4 separate regions of the Mus musculus genome follow, and all the other regions are linked to region 4. Evidence: chromatin contacts called from public Hi-C and promoter capture Hi-C data. All regions are on one chromosome and are shown on one strand. Each heading gives the region's core, a stretch centred on a gene start, on an enhancer-like site or on the middle of the called end of the contact. The rest is flanking DNA. Distances are from core to core; before and after follow the strand shown.

The links. Promoter capture Hi-C pulls out the DNA fragments that hold promoters and counts their contacts. Hi-C and Micro-C count contacts between places; a contact is called where the count stands out from the background. Capture Hi-C pulls out chosen DNA fragments and counts their contacts.
Region 1: a promoter capture Hi-C map of liver shows a contact between it and region 4, with 2.2 times the contacts expected there. The contact joins the promoter of Grifin here to the promoter of Gna12 in region 4. A contact is called at or near these places in 2 of 39 promoter capture datasets (hippocampal neurons and liver) and 2 of 9 other capture datasets (liver and pancreatic islet).
Region 2: a contact with region 4 is called in a promoter capture Hi-C map of liver. The contact joins the promoter of Snx8 here to the promoter of Gna12 in region 4. A contact is called at or near these places in 1 of 484 Hi-C or Micro-C datasets (natural killer cells) and 1 of 9 other capture datasets (liver).
Region 3: a Hi-C map of cortical neurons shows a contact between it and region 4, with 2.2 times the contacts expected there. The contact joins the enhancer-like site here to the promoter of Gna12 in region 4. A contact is called at or near these places in 3 of 39 promoter capture datasets (the 3T3-L1 cell line, the C10 cell line and hippocampal neurons), 1 of 15 datasets of contacts at CTCF or cohesin (pro-B cells), 9 of 484 Hi-C or Micro-C datasets (the Ba/F3 cell line, the N1E-115 cell line, cardiomyocytes and 6 more), 1 of 115 datasets of contacts at active chromatin or transcription factors (stem cell-derived neural progenitor cells) and 3 of 9 other capture datasets (adipose tissue, liver and pancreatic islet).

What each region holds. Positions count from the first base shown.
Region 1 is chr5:140,563,181-140,567,562 of GRCm38.p6, reverse strand. Grifin (galectin-related inter-fiber protein) reads left to right here and starts at 2,496. Exons shown (of 5, transcript NM_030022.1): 1 at 2,496-2,521; 2 at 2,818-2,897; 3 at 2,971-3,130; 4 at 3,856-4,022; 5 at 4,269-4,374. The coding sequence starts at 2,510. The coding sequence ends at 4,284.
Region 2 is chr5:140,386,777-140,391,020 of GRCm38.p6, reverse strand. It overlaps Snx8 (sorting nexin 8), which reads left to right and starts at 1,713. Exons shown (of 11, transcript NM_172277.3): 1 at 1,713-1,873. The coding sequence starts at 1,780.
Region 3 is chr5:140,540,887-140,545,301 of GRCm38.p6, reverse strand. All of the region lies in intron 2 of Gm42808 (a long non-coding RNA gene), which reads left to right. Among named protein-coding and RNA genes, the nearest start is that of Gm42808, 6.6 kb to the left of the region's middle. Within about 2 kb of position 1,886, at least 36 of the 459 cell types and tissues checked have an H3K27ac peak or open chromatin away from gene starts, as enhancers often do. A contact at or near this core is called in cortical neurons, forebrain and stem cell-derived neural progenitor cells, where this site is marked.
Region 4 is chr5:140,827,614-140,832,052 of GRCm38.p6, reverse strand. Gna12 (guanine nucleotide binding protein, alpha 12) reads left to right here and starts at 1,622. Exons shown (of 4, transcript NM_010302.2): 1 at 1,622-2,059. The coding sequence starts at 1,757.

The sequences.
Region 1 (4,382 bases), core at 1,247-3,746, 270 kb after region 4:
CTGGGTGGAGACCAGCTCCTGCTTAAGAACCTTCAAAGTCAACAGCTCCAGGCAAAACCGCACATCCGGGTGGAGGTAGGAGGTGCGGGTGCTGCCTAAATGGCAGGTCTGTTAGTCTCAGCCCTGAACCACCTCACCTGGCAGCAGGCCCACCAGACAGCACGGCATAGAGGACTACTGCCCGCCACACCATCGAATCTCACAAAATCCAACCAGGCCAGGGCAGAGGCAGCCAAGGAAGGAGCTGGGTTCCCTGACATTGGTGTGGGGGCAAAGTGCATCTCGGGTCTCTCCTTGGCCCATTCTGTCCCCGGGGCTGTAGCTGCCTGGGTCATTGGGAGTTGTCACAGCCTCCTGCTCCAACCCTACCAGACACAAGTCCCAGCCACTCAGAGGGATGCAAGCACAGGTCTGTGTGACACCATGGGGCAGAGTCCAGTTGTGGGAGCACGTCCAGCCTCCATCAGAATGGCCTGGGGTTCCAACACTTCCCAGCTGTAGAGACTGAGCTGGGTGGTGGGCAGCCGCCAGCTTTCCTACCACACAGACCTCATAAGCCGGAAGGGGGAGGTTGAGGCTCACAGGGGATGGAGACCGTTGGAAGCAGGCATCTTTGACCTCTCTGTCCCTGGCAGCAAAATCTGGGCCTCATGTCTCAACAGGTATGGGGCTCCCCCGCCCCCATCCCCAGGCTCCCAATTCCAAGCTATGGCCTCCAGGCTGCAAGAGCCGGAGAACAAGGTGCCCACGTCGATGTTCCTCTCATCCTAGGAAAGATGGAGGTGGAGTGGGCTGACCCAGTTCCCCTGCTCAGCCACATCTGTCTTGTTTACCTTCCTTCATCAAGGAGACAGGCACTGGGTGTGTGTGTGTGGGGGGGGGGGAGCACTAAGGGGAGGAGGTGACAGAGGTCAGCATTAGCAACTCCAGCACGTGGCTGTGAAGCACAGAAGGCCACTGGCTCAAGGTAGCCAGGGGGTTAGAACCTGTCCACACTCCTGACTTGTGGGCTTTGACCCCAGCCCTGAGTTCTGGTACCAACCAGCACTGTATTGCACATCCAGAGAATTTGAAGATGGACATCTCGTCCCAGCAGCATCCCTACATAGGGGAAAGGAGAAGGGGAAAGCCATGAAGCCGGCCTGCAGTCTCCTAGTGGGCCCTGCGGCCCAGGGCTTTAGTGTGTGTGGTTTTGAGAGACTGTCACAGGGACCTGGGACTTGCCAGGGTCTCCTGACTGGCTGGCTGGAGACCCCAGCACAGACCACTGTGTTCTGTGCCTTGCACAAGTGCTGGGCATCAAACTCAGATCCCCCTACTTGCGCAGCAAGCACTTACTGATGGTACTTCTTCCCCATGGCCCTCCAGGAAGGTGAGCATGTGGGGTCTGCAGACTCTGCACCCAGCCAGGCAGGTCCAGCAGGCTCACCCCAGGGAATCTCTGTTGCTCTGGGCTGCCCCCTGCAGGCTCAGCCAACCCTGCCATGCTAGTGAGCCATCTCTGTGTCCTGCTTGACCTTGGTACCCATAGCTCCCTGCCAGACTGTGTCCATCCGTGCAGCGGTATCTGGGAAGAGGCAAAGCAGGCCAGAGGCTCAGCCCTGCCAGGGCCTGGAGAGAAGAACGGTGGCAGAGGGGACCCACGGGGACAGGAGAAAAGGAGACACGTGCTTGTTACACACTCATCTGCAGGCTTTACCCCCAAGGCTCTGGGCCCCCACCACAGCTACACTGTGACCCAACTTCCCCCTTCAGAGAGTCCCAGAGGCCCCCATAACCGCCCCCACAGACTTGGGCTTCTCTCCTCCATCCTTGAGGTGGCCTCGAGGGCCCCAGTGGATCCTTCTCATTGGCTCAGCCCAAGAGGCAGCCGGCCAGGAGAGGCGTGGGGGTGTGGGAAAGGCCCTCCCCATCTGTAGACTGGACACTGGAATGTGCTGAGCAGAGCCAGGCCTAATCCCCATTCATCCCCTTGAGGCCACTGAGCCACTGCAGCGGGGCAGCCCTGGGATGGAAGGGGACTGGATCAGGGACACATTCCCAGTATGGTAGACAGTTGATGGATGGTCAGACTGAGGTCATAAGGTCAGCCAGGGTTCTATAGGAGGACACACTTTCTTCACTCTTTGAGACCGATGGGGTCAGTGTGAGGCTCTGGAGTATGGGAGTTGGGGGGGGCCCTGGTTACACCCTCCCTACAAAGATGGGTGATGTATCCCCAGATGTGCACAAGACCCTGAATAGTGCTGGTGGCAGAGCTAGGTAGACCTGGGGAAGTATGTTGAAAGGACCAGTGTATTCACTGATGAACCCAGGGCAAGAGCGCTGCCACTAAGCCATGTACCCAGCCCCCTCTCCAGCAGGGTTAGCCTGAGGGGGGAGGAAAAATGGGGCACAGAGGTCCATGTGACCCAGACAAGGCCCCTAGAGGTGGGGCCCCCATGCCCCGCCCCAGCGGGCTCTGCTATATCTCCAGCTGCCTCATCCCCACACCCAGTGGCTGAGGGCAATGACACTGCAGGTGGGTAAGATCCACAGCCCAGGGAGGTTGCAAATGCTGGAGAAGGAAGTGGAGTGGGGGGGTGGGCGCCTGGTGGGGCCACCTACTCCACTATAGAGCTGGGAATGTTTATAGCTTCTCCTCAGCCCCCAAGCAGAGAGGCTGTGGGGGTAAGGTTGGACCACCACACCCAGAGCAACATGGAAGTAGAGGCTTGGGCTTGGTGGGAGCCGGTGTCCCTGAATAAACAGCACACTTGATGGGGAGGAAGGAGGTTGCAGCCCTCTGGGGCTCTGTCCCCTGTGTTTTGCCTTCAGTTCGAAGCCTTCTGTGCAGGGGGTCTGGCCCCTGGCTGGAGCCTGACTGTCCAGGGACATGCAGATGCTGGAGAAGAGAAGTAAGAGCCTCCCTCGCTGGGGTCGGGACCCTCCAGCCACACTCCTGACCCTAATCACACTCTCCACCCATAGGTTCGAGATCAACTTCTTAACAGACGCCGGAGACATCGCCTTCCACGTCAAACCTCGATTCTCCAGCGCCACGGTGGTGGGCAATGCTTTCCAGGGAGGACGGTGGGGGCAGGAGGAGGTGTCCAGCATATTCCCACTGACTCTGGGAGAGCCCTTTGAGGTGATGGGGTCTGTGGGAGGAAGGAGAGGTGGGGTGGGACACCTAGGACCCGTGAAGACAGGGACTGCGGAGGATAAATGCATGGGCTGGTGCACCCTGCTGGGCCGAGTGGCCTCCTTTCACGGAGTTTGTTCACAGGGTGTCTCTCTCTCTCTGGCTACTAACCACCTTCTCTTGGTGAAAAGAGGGATCCCCAGCTAGGAACTCAGGACCAGGTGGTCCACACCATGCTTTGCCAAGTAGCCAGGGTTGTGTTTTATAAAATGCGGCAGGAGGGAGCACCTTGGTGGGCCAGGCCAATGAGCACCTTGGTGGGCCAGGCCAATGTGTCGTCGTCCCCGTCCCCCCCCCCCCCCCCGAGGAATCAGCACCGTGCAACAGGCCTAGTACAAAATGAAGTTTATTGGAGGGAAAGGAAGGCAACGTGGAAAGGGGATAGTGGCAGAGAAAAGGGGGCAGAGAAGGACAGAAAGACAGAGGAGAGAAGACAGAAAGAGGAAGAAAGGTAGAGGCTGGCTGAGAACACGTGGAGAAGAGAGAGAAGAGAGGGAGAGAGGGAGAGACAGAGACAGAGAGACAAAGAGGAGCCAAGCTGAATGAATAGTCCTGGCTCACACTTGGCTGCTGTTGGGTGGAGCCTGGAGAGATTGCTGACAGCCAAGAAGGCTTCTGTGGTTGGGGCCCAGAGACACCCCCCACACACACACACTTTCCCTTCCCCTCAGATGGAGGTGAGTGCAGACGCAGAACACTTCCACATTTATGCCCAGGAACAAAAGGTGCTCCAGTTCCCACATCGGCACCGACCGCTGGCCACCATCACCAGAGTGCGAGTGCTCAGTGAGCATCGGCTGGCCCAGGTGGAGCTGGCCAAGCGGAGCCTGAGCTGGGGGTAAGGTGCCCGCCATGTCCTCACACACTAACCCAGGTGGAATTGGCCAAGTGGAGCCTGAGCTGAGGGTAAGGTGCCCGCCATGTCCTCACACACCATTCGGGATTCCTATCTGCCTGGTCCCTGGTTGGCTAACGTATGTCACCTTCTTCTGGCCTTGCACAGCTGTTTCCCTCCCTCACCCCCCAGTTGTCCACATCTGGTTAGAGCAAGCAGAGCTAAAACCAGAACCTTGGATTCTTGCAGCGATGGGGGCTACTGAGCAGACTGGACCACAGCCTACAAGAGCCAGCCTTGACCATCCTGCATCCCCTTCTACCTGGAGCCACGGGACACACACTACACACGTTATAGATGCTG
Region 2 (4,244 bases), core at 464-2,963, 440 kb after region 4:
TGTTTTGTGCTGAGTTTTATAGCCTGGATACTCCTTCCATGATGGAGCTAAGATCTGGGGCTCTGTTACACTTCTACACAATAGATTGTAGTCCTGGAAAATAAAGGGAACTAGACGCAGCTACAGCCAAGCTTAGGGCTTTAAAAACTTTAGAGGCACCAGCAGGGAGACTGAGAGGCATCCTAGGGCTCCAACCTTGGAGCCTTCAGTCCACTCCATGGAAATCATTAGACATCAATATCTGGAGAGGCGAGGTCTTTACTGTGAAATAAGAAAGGCCTTCCCTGATGGAGTCGAGACAGGGTTTCTCTGTAGCCCTGGCTGTCCTGGAACTCACTTTGTAGACCAGGCTGGCCTCAAACTCAGAAATCCACCTGCCTCTGCCTCCCGAGTGCTGGGATTAAAGGTGTGCGCCACCACACCCAACTGTTCTGATGGAGTCTTATTAATAACCCTCTTCTTCTCCCAGATATTTTTTTGCTTTTCCTTTACTTGAGATAATGTATCTATATGCAGTTTAGGTTGCCTTTCTTTTTTCTTTTTCTCCTTCTTTCTTTTTCCTTTCTTCTTCTTCTTCTTCTTCTTCTTCTTCTTCTTCTTCTTCTTCTTCTTCTTGTTCTCCTCCTCCTCCTCTTCCTCCTCCTCCTCCTCCTCCTCCTCCTCCTCCTCCTCCTTCTTCTTCTTCTTCTTCTTCTTCTTCTTCTTCTTCTTCTTCTTCTCTCTCTTCCTCCTCCTCTTCTTCTTCCTCCTCCTCCTCCTCCTCTTCCTCCTCCTGCAGTTCTAGACTCAGTCCTCATATTCAGCCCCGGGTCAGACACTGCTCCTGTGTGCTCTTACATCCTTGCTTCCCTCTGTCAGTCAGAGGGCCAGGCCTGGAGGTATGTATGTTCAACTTAGCTCCTAGGGAGGCTGAGGCAGGAGGATGTTCTGCCTTAGCTACAGAGTGAGTTCAAGGCTAGCCTGGCTAACTAGACCCCGAGTCAAAATAAATACATAAAGCTCAACGTCCTGGTGTGCATCTTCAATCCCAGCACTCAGGAGAGAGAGGCAGGCAGATCTTTGAGTTTGAGGCTAGCCATAGTGAGTTCCAGGACAGCCAGGGTTATATATTGAGACCCTATCTCCAACAATATACAAATAAATAATAAAGGGCTGGTGATACATAGCACAGTGGTAGAGGGCCAGCTCAGCATGTGGGAGCCTATGGGCTCAATCCCCAACAGAAAGGAGAATGGCCTGGTTATCTGCAAACAATTATGGAATGTTGTTCCTCATCAGTAATCTTCAGAGACCTATTATAGTCAGAAGACCTACTCTCTAGCCATGTTTCACGCTCCAAATCCCAGAAGGTACTAGAACACTGTTCTAATGTCCGTAGCACCTTTCACAGGGGCTGCCCCGGAATTCACAGAGCATGTGTGAGTGGGCAAGCGAATGCAAAAATGAATGGCAGCGTGGGTCAGAGGGTGGGCAAGAAGATGAGTAACAGCTGCTGGCTAAGAGCGGGGAGGTGGGTGCGCACTGGAGGGAGGTGGCACTAAGCAGCTGGGGCGGTACTCGCGCTAGCACTCAGTCTTGGACCAGAGCTGCTGAACGCTGCCCCGGCCGCGGCCACGTGGTTGGGGCGTGGCTCGTGGGTAGGGGCGTGGTCTTACTGCTTGGGGTGAGCGGAGGGGCGTGGCGAGGTTGGCATGGGCGTGGCCACGCCGGACAAGAGCTGGCGTGGGCGGGGCTGGCCGGGCGGGCGCGGGAGGAAGTCACGTGGGCGAGCGGGCTCACATGACTGGCCGCGCGATGGACCCGCTGCCCTCGCCGGCAGTCGCTGCAGCTGCTGAGGCGGAGGCTGACGAGGAGGCGGATCCGCCGGCGACAGGTAGGGCACGCGGCCCGATGGCCCTGTGCGGAGAGCCAAGTGCTTCACACTCGGGGACCACCTGTCAGTGCCACACCTCGCCTGGCCGGGGTGGGGGGGTGGACATTCTTGGGGCCAGCCTCTTCCCGCTGCTCCCTGGGACGCTGCTCTTCAGCCCTCCGTTAGCGAGCGGCCGTGTGGAGTTGCACCTGGGTCTTTTCTGACCCCACTTTGGAGACGTGGTCTAGAGAGTGGTTTATATTCATGTGTGACCATGTCCAGGGAAAGGGATGTGTCTTTGGTATCAGACTCTTTTTCCTGGGGTCCCCGGCTTTGTGGACTGTGGGGACGCATCCATGTGGCCAGAGGCGCAAGGGTGGAGCTGGGCCTGGTGTGTGCCAGCCAGGTCTGGCCAAGTGTCGCTGAGTATGGCCATCTAGAGCATTGGTGGAAAGACAGGTTCTTCTCTTGGGACGAAGGGTTTAGGGTAGTACTTTTAACCCCAGGGGAGGGAGGAGGATGTCAATGAACGCCTCTGAAGAATGGAGAGAAGGTGAAACTCCCCTCGGAGTTGGTCAACAGTCTTTGGGTCTTGTTGGGTAAAACATTGTATTTTTGAGGTTGTATGTTTGAGCCACCACTTAAGTCCCTATACCTGGGCGCCTTGAGAAAGGGAGACTGATCCAGAGCTACTTATGCCTTTTAAGAATGCTTTTTTAAAAAAATATTTCTAACTGTGTATATGTATGTGTGTGTGTGTGTGTGTGTGTGTGTGTGTGTGTGTGTGCGCGCGCGCCCTTGGAGGACAGATGTGTTAGATTCCCGAGAGGCCAAAGTTTCACCTGCCTGTTAGCCACTCAGTAGAGCTGCTGGGACCCAGACTCCTGTCCTCTGCAAGAGCTCTGGAGCCTGTGCTCTGAGCCCCTGCCTGACTCATAAAGCAATTCCTTGTGGCTTGTAGCAGTGGTGATGGGTTAGAGCTCTCTTGGCAAATTTGGGATCTTCCATATTACTTCCTAGAGAACTCAGCTAATGGCTGACGTTAGGAAGGATTTCGTCTAGATTTTTGACAGATCTTGGGCAGTGGTGTGACTTGTGTGTTAGTCACAGCCATGTAGTCCTTCACGATTGACAGGCCATCCCAGTAGCCACGTAAGTAGGAAAATGGGTTTTTCAACCTGTCACTTCCTTCTGTATGTATGAAACTTGGCACCAAGCTGGTGATGTGGCGAAGGAGATTTTCTTCCTTCTGCAAGAAACTTAGTTGGAGTGTGTCTTGGTGGAGCCTTTGGCTGGATGGACTAGAGTCAAAACACCTTTGGGAATCACTCTTGGGAAAACGTATTCTTGTGTGTGTGATGTTCTTGAGAACAGTGTGGCATGGCACAGGGATGGCAGTCAGAGGACAGCTTTGTGGAGTCACTTCTCTCTTCCACTGTTCCTTGAGTTCTAGGGATGGAGCTTGAGGTGGGTGGGCTTGTGTGTGTGAATGCAGGTAGCCACTGAGCCCTCTCACCTGGTCCCGAGGATGGCTTTGCTTTCAGAGGTAAAGAGCTCAGGCAGCGAACTTTCACAGGTTGATTTTCACTTCACTTCCTCTTCCTCTTCCTCATCCTCTTCCTCCTCCTCTTCCTCTTCCTCCTCCTCCTCTTCCTCCTCACCTTTTGCCTAGTAGCCTCCACCTTCACAGTTGGCTGATTTTTGACATCTCAAAGGATTAACTAGTGTGACTTATGGGTACATAGCAGATTTCCACTTTGGCTACCCCTTCAGAGCTGCCGGTAGTAGTCATGCGTAAAGTAGTGTTTGTGTTTGTAGCGGTTTGGAACTGCTGGGAGGAAAATGGGCTCATTGTGGTTTTCAGCACACAGATCCATTATTCGAAAGGTGAACCGTGTATACGCTGCAGGAGATTGGTCCTCAGGAGAACTGAACTTAGTGTGCTGACCTGCCTGGTCTTGAGCTCATAGAGGTCAGCCTCTGTCTCCTGACTGCAGGGATTAAAGGCATGTGCCACCACAATCAGCCTTATTTGTTTATTTTTGAGACAGTGTCTGCTATGTAACTCAGGTTGGCCTCAAACCCATAGTCCTCCTGTTCTCCGTATCTTGTCTTCTGGATGCTGAGATTGTAGGTACATGCTATCACACATGGCTGCACCTTGTGTGAGCAGAGGTCAGTGGTCCAGAGCAAGTTACACTTGCCGAAAACAAAGTGTCACAGCCTCCATAGTCCGTGATGGAGCATTCACAGGCTGGCCTCCCTGTTCAGACGGTAGATAGCATCTACCTAAGCCAGCAACCCTAGGCTGACGGTTTCCATGTCTCTTTCAAGTTGCCTGGCTCTTTTTTGTCTGCTTCCACTTTTAAGGACCCCTGTGAATAGGGGAGGC
Region 3 (4,415 bases), core at 637-3,136, 290 kb after region 4:
CTGAACCTCTGGACCTGTAAGCCAGCCTTGATCAAGGTGTCTGTTCACAGCAGTAAAACCCTAACTAAGACACTACTGCTCACAGAAGCCCAGGGTACCACTGGCTGGCCCTCAGCAAATGGGACAGGAAGGAATGTGCCTACAAACCTCACACCCATCCAACCACCCACTTCTGCTCAGTGACATGTTCCTGCAGTTATGGCTGGTCCATGCAAGGATGCTCCTTTAGAGAGATGGCATCCATGTGGCCTCTCTGAATCACTGTGGGAAAGGGTTGTGTTTGCAGGTAACGGGGGCGGGACTCCTCCTTCTGTGTTTCGGCCCCGTGTTCCTTAGACTCTCATCTCCAGAAAAGACCCAAGAACTATTTTTCAGCTTACTGGAAAAAGAATGTGTTTTGGTTTATGGTTTCCAAACTTCCAGGCCATGTGAAGCTGCTTCTGTGTGTCTGGGTCGTGGTGGGGCAGAGCATCATGGTGGACGGACATGGTGGAGAGGGGCAAGTGGAAGAGAGGGGGAGGAAGAGAAAGAGTAGTAGTAGGGGCCAGCGAGATGGCTCAGTAGGAAAAGGAGCTTGCCACCAGTCCTGAATATCTGAGTTCAATCCCTGGGACCCATGTAGTGGAAGGACTCCCTGGCTCCTAAAAGATATCATTTTCAATTCAACCCATAACAAGCTCCATGCATGTGTGGACCTCCTCAGATAGGAAGGCTCGCACTGCAGCCCTGGCAGGGTCTGTTTTGTCAGAATCACGGCAGCCTGTTTCCTGTACGTTCTCAGATATTTCAGTGACGATTTCAGTGACTTTAATTGGAAAAATACATACTTTAGAGAAAGAGTTTTTTTTTATTTGTGTGTGTGTATGTGTGTGTGTGTGTGTGAGAGAGAGAGAGAGAGAGAGAGAGAGAGAGAGAGAGAGAGAGAGAGAGAGAGAGCAATTTTGTGTATGAGCACGGGGGCATAAATATCCTGGCCCATGTGACGGTCAGAGGGCAGCCTCGGGTATCTGAACTTGCCCTTCACCTTGCTTGTGACAGGGTCTCAGATTTTCTGCTGCACACACAGCAGAATAGGTGGCTTGTAAACTTCTAAGGATTCGCCTGTCTCTGTCTCTCTTGTCCCTTCACCCCCCTCCACCGGGTGTGCTGGATTATGCATGGAATCACAGCCAGTTTTCTGTGGGTGGCTGCTGGGGATTTGAACTCAGTTCCTCAAGTTTGTGCAGCCAGCAGTTTCTCACTGAGCCATCTCCTTGGCCCACTTTTCTTTCATTTCAGAGACAGGACCTTTGCTGACATCAGCAGCCTTTGCTGACATCAACAGTCATAGGTAGCATGGAATGGCCTTGTATTTCTAAACTTTCTGTCTCTGCCACCGCTCCTGGTTTATGTGGTCCTCTACCAACTGAGTCCCATCCTAAGCCCCTAATTAAAAAAGATTTATTCATTGTTATTTTATGTGTATGAGCGCTTTGTTTACACCTAAGTCTGTGCATTCCTTGTGTGCCTAGTGCCCAAAGAGACCAGAGACCAGTGTCAGATCCCCTGAAACTGGAGTTAGAAATGGCTGTGAGCCACCAGGTGGATTCTGGGAGCTAAACCTCAGTCTCTGCAACAGCAGCCAGTTTTCTTAACTACTGAGCCCCTCTACAGCTTCCTCTTAACCTGTCCTCTTATAAATGAGTTATGAAGAGGTTTTGCAAATATTTTGGGGAGGACACTGAGACCCTCCACTGGGGATGGGTTGCCACTCTGTGCTCTAGCTGAGTTCCTGCCAGTCTTGGGGAGAGGTAGGGAGTGGGAAGTGGGCACAGCCAGTGGCCGGATGGAGCAGAATCCAGACCTTGACAGTTCAGGGGAGGCCAGAGGGACCCATTGTGCTCTGGCCAACTGCCTAGAACATCCCGGAACTTGGAAATGGGGGCCACGTCCTCCTGAGAGCACACTAGGCTTCGTCTTTACAGAGGGGCAGAATCAGGGGTGGGGGTGGGGAATCGGCAGGCAGAACCATGATGTGTCAGGAGGTGGAGGGTACACTGACAGTCAGTGACCCAGGCTGGATGCCCCTGTCTGTGTTTGTGCCTTGAAGACCCCGCAAAGCTGTTCAATTCTTCTCCCTCCGGCCAGCATCTCTGCAGCCAAGAGCCCCTTCCTTCTCTGTGAACTCTGCCATGCTGACAGCCAGCCATTCAGAGCCTGTCATGGGCTCAGGTCCAGCTTAGGAGACAAAGCTGTCCCCAGGGCCACAGCCTGGCTGACCCTGGATGGGTAGTTGGCACTGCTGCTTGGGCAGCCCCTCACCATGGATACTACCACCCACATTCAGCTCAGAGGTGGCCATTGTCTCCCTGCCAGTGTGTGGCAAGCACCCAAGAGCCCAGGCTGGCATTGCCACAGTGGTGTCTCAGGCCACGGGATGGAAGGGAGTATTTTCCCACGCACTAGGATCCAGTGGTCCTGGAACAGTGACCTGGTAGATGGATGTCTTATTTAGGGTCTGTATCCCTGCACAAAACATCATGACCAAGATGCAAGTTGGGGAGGAAAGGGTTTATTTGGCTTACACTTCCACACTGCTGTTCATCACCAAAGGAAGTCAGGACTGGAACTCAGGTAGGTCAGGAAGCAGGAGCTGATGCAGAGGCCATGGAGGGATGTTTCTTACTGGCTTGCTTCCCCTGGCTTGCTCAGCTTGCTCTCTTATAGAACCCAAGACCACCAGTCCAGGGATGGCCCCACCCATAATGGGCCTTTCCTCCTTGATCACTAATTGAGAAAATGCCTTACAGCTGGATCTCATGGAGGCATTTCCTCAAGGGAGGCTCCTTTCTCTGTGATAACTCCAGCTTGTGTCAAGGTGACACACAAACCAGCCAGTACAATGAGGAAACTGAGGCCTGGGGAAGAAAGGTGTTCGCCCTCAGTGCCAGCAGGAACTGGACAGAGGCTGCCCTACGTGAAAGCCCACCTGTGGCTTCTGCTTGTCCTCGTTACTTGATTGACACTCTTCCCAGTCCCTCCCCATCCATCCAGACAGGCCACTGATCCTCTTGCTCTTGTCTTCCTCCTAACCCACCCAGGTTTCTCTTGGGAGGCCTCCATGGGCCATGTGGTCTTATGCATAGAACGCTATGGGGTCTGGCCCTGTGTGGCTCAGACTGAATGGTCCCTGAGGAATCTTCCAGGCCCTCTGTCTCTTCACTGGTTGAATCTCAACCAGGTAGCTTGGCTGCATTGGCTGGGACCTGGGTCTCAGATCAAGGATGCCAGGGCAGTCCATGGCTCTCTCTGCTGACTCACACCAGCATCAAGACCAGGCAGGTGGAGACTGTTCCACAGAGCATCCTGGCCAAGCAGGGTGAAGTGGAGGAGTCCGGGAAGAGGTGACAGATGGATAACTCTCTTCAAGTCTGTCCCTACCCTTTCCAGCAGGACAGTTATATGATTTGTGTGATACATACATATGTATGTGTATATGTATATATGTATATGATTTATTTATTTATTTCATGTATGAGTGCCCTTCCTGCATGTACAACTGCATGCCACAAAAAGGCATCAGATCCTATTACAGATGGTTGTGAACTATCATGTGGTTGCTGGGGATTGAACTCAGGACCTCTGGAAGAGCAGATAGTACTCTTAACTGCTGAGCCATCTCTACAGTACAACGTTGTGTATATTTTACTCTTTAAACTTTCATCAGTATGTTTTGTGTGTGTGTGTGCATGTGTGAGTGTGTGTAGGTACACCTGTCTACCACTGTATGTGTGGAGGTCAGAGGATAACTTTCAGGAAATCATTCTTTCCTTCAACGTTAAAATCTAAGGGCTCTTTCCCTGAAGCAGGCATTTAGCCGTGGCTTCTATGAAACCTTGGGCAGTCCATAGCCTCTCTCTCTGAAACTCAGTTTCCCTATCTGTACTGAGTTAAGATCATTTCAGTATAGTGGCCACAGATAGGCTGTGAGGGTAAATATAGATTAGCTTTTGAAGGCCGACTATCCATCTCTAAAAACCAGAAAGGAATGGAAAGAGGGAGAAAAGAGGAGAAGGAGAGGGAGGGGAGAGGAGGGGAAGGACAGGAAGGGAAGTGGAGGTAAGGAGAAGAGAGGAGAGGAAAGGGGAGGGGAAGTGACAGGGTGGGTAGGGAGGAGAAAGGAAGAGAGGAAAGGGAACGGGGTCTGGTAGGCCAGTAGATGATAGCCCATTCCTGCATCGGCTTCTGGAGCCTCTCTCTCTCTCTCTCTCTCTCTCTCTGTCTCTCTCTCTCTCTCTCTGCCTCTCTCTCTCTGTCTCTCTCTCTTCTCTCTCTCTGTCTCTCTCTCTGTCTCTCTCTCTCTCTCTCTCTCTTCAAGACATGGTTTCTCTGTGTATCCCTGGCTGTCCTGGAACTCACTCTGTAGATCACGCTGG
Region 4 (4,439 bases), core at 373-2,872:
TCATCCTTGGCTGTAATTTTCCCAGCCTGAGATAAATGAGACCTCTCTTAAAAGACAATAAACCGTGAGCTGGGGTGATCCCTTAGTGGGTACAGCATTGGCTTCAAAGGAGTGAGGACCTGTGTTCAGATTCGCTAGAATCCACACACAGCCAGACGCAGTAGCAGGCATCTGTACTCCAAGCAAGATGGGAAGTAGAGATGGGCTATCTTCAGTTTCTGAGCCAGCTACCCCAGCATATGCAATGGCAAACAATAAGAAACCCTGCCTCACACAAGGTGGAAGGCAAGGGCCAACACCAAAGGTTGTCTTCTGTTTGTAATAGAAAGTGGGATATGGAACAGGTACACATATTGAAAAAAAACATTTTGAGACAGAGTCAAGCTTTAGTCCAGGCTGGCCTCAAATTCCATATTTTCCTGTCTCGGGCTCTCTCAATACTGGGATTATATCACACAAGCTTGACCTCCTCTTGCAACATCATCTCTAGCCAAGATGGTGAGAGAGTTACTATGTAGCCCTGGCTGGCTTCAAACTCATCTCAATTCTCTTGCTTCTGTAATGATTCTCCATGCAGCACCAACACCCTTCAGACACCACACTTCAGACCACTATTCCACATCAAACTGCCTGAGTGATTATGACAAACACAGATGTGTGTGTGCGCGCTCGTGCATGTGTGTGCAAGTGTGTGTGTGTGTGTGTGTGTGTGTGCGCGCGCCAGTGCACATACATACAAAGGCCAAGAAGTCGCTCAACTGCCTCCCCTCTGTAACGTTTCAAACAGCTTCTCTCACTGAACCTTAAGCTTATCATTGGGGCTAGGATAGCTGCACAGCAAGTTACTGGAATTGGTCTTATCTTGGGTTTTGAGAGGTGGGGTTACAGGCACAACTGGAAATTTGAACTCATGTCCTCACACTTTCACAGTTCTTTCCCACTGAACCATCTCCCCTTAATCATATTTTAAGAAAGTGCCTAGGGAGACCCATACAATAATTTTGTTTGTTTGTTTTCTCCTTATTTGGGGCCCATGTAACACTCAAAGCAGCTTTTGTTTGAAAATGATGACCCACCCTGCTTCAATGTTTTTGGAAGGAAAACGACTGAGCTTTCTCCCTAAACTTAAGAGCAGGAGGACCTCATCGCTATTTCCCAACTTTGCAGCCACATCTTGGGCTCACAGCCGGACCAACCTGGGAATCAAGGCAGAGAGTCACTCTGTACACCTGGCACTTTTGGCCTCGCCCCATTTCCCACAACTTCCAATCCCAAGCGTAGTTATTGTGACTGACAAACGATCAGAGCACTTCTAATTGGTTGCGAAGGGCTTCAGCTCCTCCTCCTCAATGGCCCCACCTCCCTTTCATTCTGAAAGAAAGAAGTTTGCTCAGCAGTCCAATAAGAAGCTCCCTCATCGAAAAGATCCCGCCTTTTTCGGCACCGGCTCCGCCCCAAGGACCACAGGAGTGCCCGCCTCCTCCAAGGCACGCTTGTCCAGTAAAAAAGCGCGCTGCCCAAGATAGAAGACTTCCCAACCAATAAAAGAGTTTCTGCGCGGCGCCGCCCCGCCCTCCGCGCCTTCCCCTCCGCCCCTCAGCCGGCCCGGCGAGTGAGGGCCTCGGGGCGGCGGCGGCGGACGCAGCCTGAGGGAGCGGCGGGCGGGGCGGCGCCTGGCCCGGCAGGGCCGCGCCGGCTGAGGGGCGTCCATGGCGCGCGGGCCCCAGCGGGGCGCGGCCGCGGCCTGAGGGCGGCCATGTCCGGGGTGGTGCGGACCCTTAGCCGCTGCTTGCTGCCGGCCGAGGCCGGAGCCCGCGAGCGCAGGGCGGGCGCGGCGCGCGACGCGGAGCGCGAGGCCCGACGGCGCAGCCGCGACATCGACGCGCTGCTGGCCCGCGAGCGGCGCGCGGTGCGGCGGCTGGTCAAGATCCTGCTGCTGGGCGCCGGCGAGAGCGGCAAGTCCACCTTCCTCAAGCAGATGCGCATCATCCACGGCCGGGAGTTCGACCAGAAGGCGCTGCTGGAGTTCCGCGACACCATCTTCGACAACATCCTTAAGGTGACGCGCGGCCCCGCCCACACACACCTGGTCCAGGTGGCGCGCGGGCCCCGCCCCCTTTGTTCTCCACGGACCCGCGACCCTGCCACCCGGCGCCCCTCCCTTCCAATAGGGACCTCAAGCAATGCAGTTGGGGTTACTCCCGTGACCTCCCAGGGGCGCGATAGATTTGCAGAGCCCTGGACGCTTGGGGACCGTGGGAATGCAAGCTGGACCACTCTCAGGGACTTGGGTTACAAATAGGGTGTTAGGGCTGGACACGTGGATTGAGGGTCGCCAACTCTCCCTGTCCCTCCAGCATGCAAAGTTTATAGTGTAGGTTGGAGGACATCAGCCTTCGTTTTTTATTTGTAAATGAGAATTGACCATTTTATTCCCCCCACCACACACACACACACACATTATATCATATACCCCAGACTGGCCTTGAACTCACTCTGTAGCTAAGAATGACCTTGAACTCCTGATCCTTTCTCTCCTCAACTTCTCAAATCCTGGAATTACAGAGGAGGAGGGCGCTGTGTCACCATACTTTGTTCGTGTAGTGCTGGGATTGAATCCAGAACTTCATGCGTGCTAGGGAGGACATTACTAACTAGACTAAGTTGCCAGTGTTTGTATTTTTGAGATAGGGAGTCATGAAGCCCAGGCTGGCCTTGCCATGTAGACAAGGCTGACCTTAAACTCCTTATCCTTCTGACCCGTCTCCCCAGTGGTAGGATTACAGGCATGTGCCACCCATACTTTGTTCTTTAAACCTTTTAGTATGGTGATTTAACATACACACCAAGTTAGGTGAGATGTTAGAAGGAGCTTCGAGACACCCACTACCCAGCATTGAAACAAGGGTCAGTTCTGTGCCAATCGTGTTCGTCCCTAACCACCTCCCTACCTGTACCCCCGGCCTCACCCCGACCCCAGTCTCCAAGTTAATCCAAGATATATAGTTGTATTAGAAAACATCTTGGTATGTGACACTAAACCTGCTTTAAAAGCATATGTACAGGACCATTATAGAACTAAAAAAAGGAAGAGGAAAAAAAAAATTAGACTAGGAATATGGTTCAGTGGGAAAGCACCAGTCTAGCAAGTACAAGCCCAAGGCGTCCAACCTCTACACTGCAAAACACAAAAACAAAGAACCTTCCAGAAGCCTTCTCATGTCATTCAGGGTCCACGTGTCCTTCATTGTTGCATAGTTGTTTTGTCTGTTTGAACTAGATGCAATAATCCTCATGTGGTAATGAACTCAAGGTCCTGTCCCTTGTGCCTTTTATATTCTGTGCCGTATATGTGAAAGAAACAGTCATGTTGACAGAGTCTAGGATCAGTGTTAATACAGTGAGTCTTTGCAGAAGGGTCAAAAAGAAAGTTGTGGAGAACTGGGCCTGTAGCTCTGTAAGTCTCTTCCAATGTGCATAAGGCCCTGGGTTGAGTGTGGGATAAACTGGTCAAGGTAGCATTCTCCTGCATTTTGAGATTCTCCTGCACTGTGGAGGTAGAGGCAGGAGGATTTAAGTTCAAGGCTTAGCTGCATGGACGGTTTGAGGCTAGCCAGGACTATGTGAGAGCCTGTCTCAACATTGGAATAAGATGTAGCAAAAGTCTAGACACAGAGTCTATTCTGCACCTAGATTAGCTTCCTCGTCAAGTTTCTCATCTCTCTTTTTCTTCTTGATTCTTTCCAAGCCCCTGGTTTTTTGGGGGGTGGGGGGACAGGTCTGAGGAACACGGTTTCAAGCAGGTAGAGAGGTTTGTCTTATCAGAAAAGCTACCCTCGAAACTAGATTTTTACAGGGCCTTGGTTTTTTTTTTTTAAGTTAGCAAGGGGACGCAGAAGCCCATCTGGGACACGTCTTTCAGTTCGGCCTTGAGAAACCTTGGTGTAGGGCGGTTGGGCTGGGATCCTGGGAGCCAGACTTCCGGGCCAACACTCCCACACTCAACATGTTTGTTACTAAATGTTTCATTTTAATACAAGTAGCTCCTCTGGGTTCAAGATGGGGAAAAAATCTTATGAAGGAAAAATCACACACTTTTCACCTTCCAGAGAGAGCCTCGGGGAAGCAAGGGGTTCTGGCCAAGTGCTTCATAAACATTAATGCAAACCTTAAAGGGATGGGTATATTGTTCAGAATTCCCGGCATCTTCAAGGATTTTGTAAAACTTGACTGTCACTCAAGGCCTGTTTTCCAGCATCTCCTTTAAGGAGCCTGGTTTTATTTTTGCTGCTTTTCTGAACCCCAGAGCCAGGTAGGCTTGGAGGGCTCAGTTTCTTTCAGCTTGGGAGGCAGAAAAACTATTTGGGAACATAGATCTCAAGTCTACTTTGCTCTATTAAGTGCGTTTTAGAGAAGTCAGTCTCCTTCCTGTGCTCATC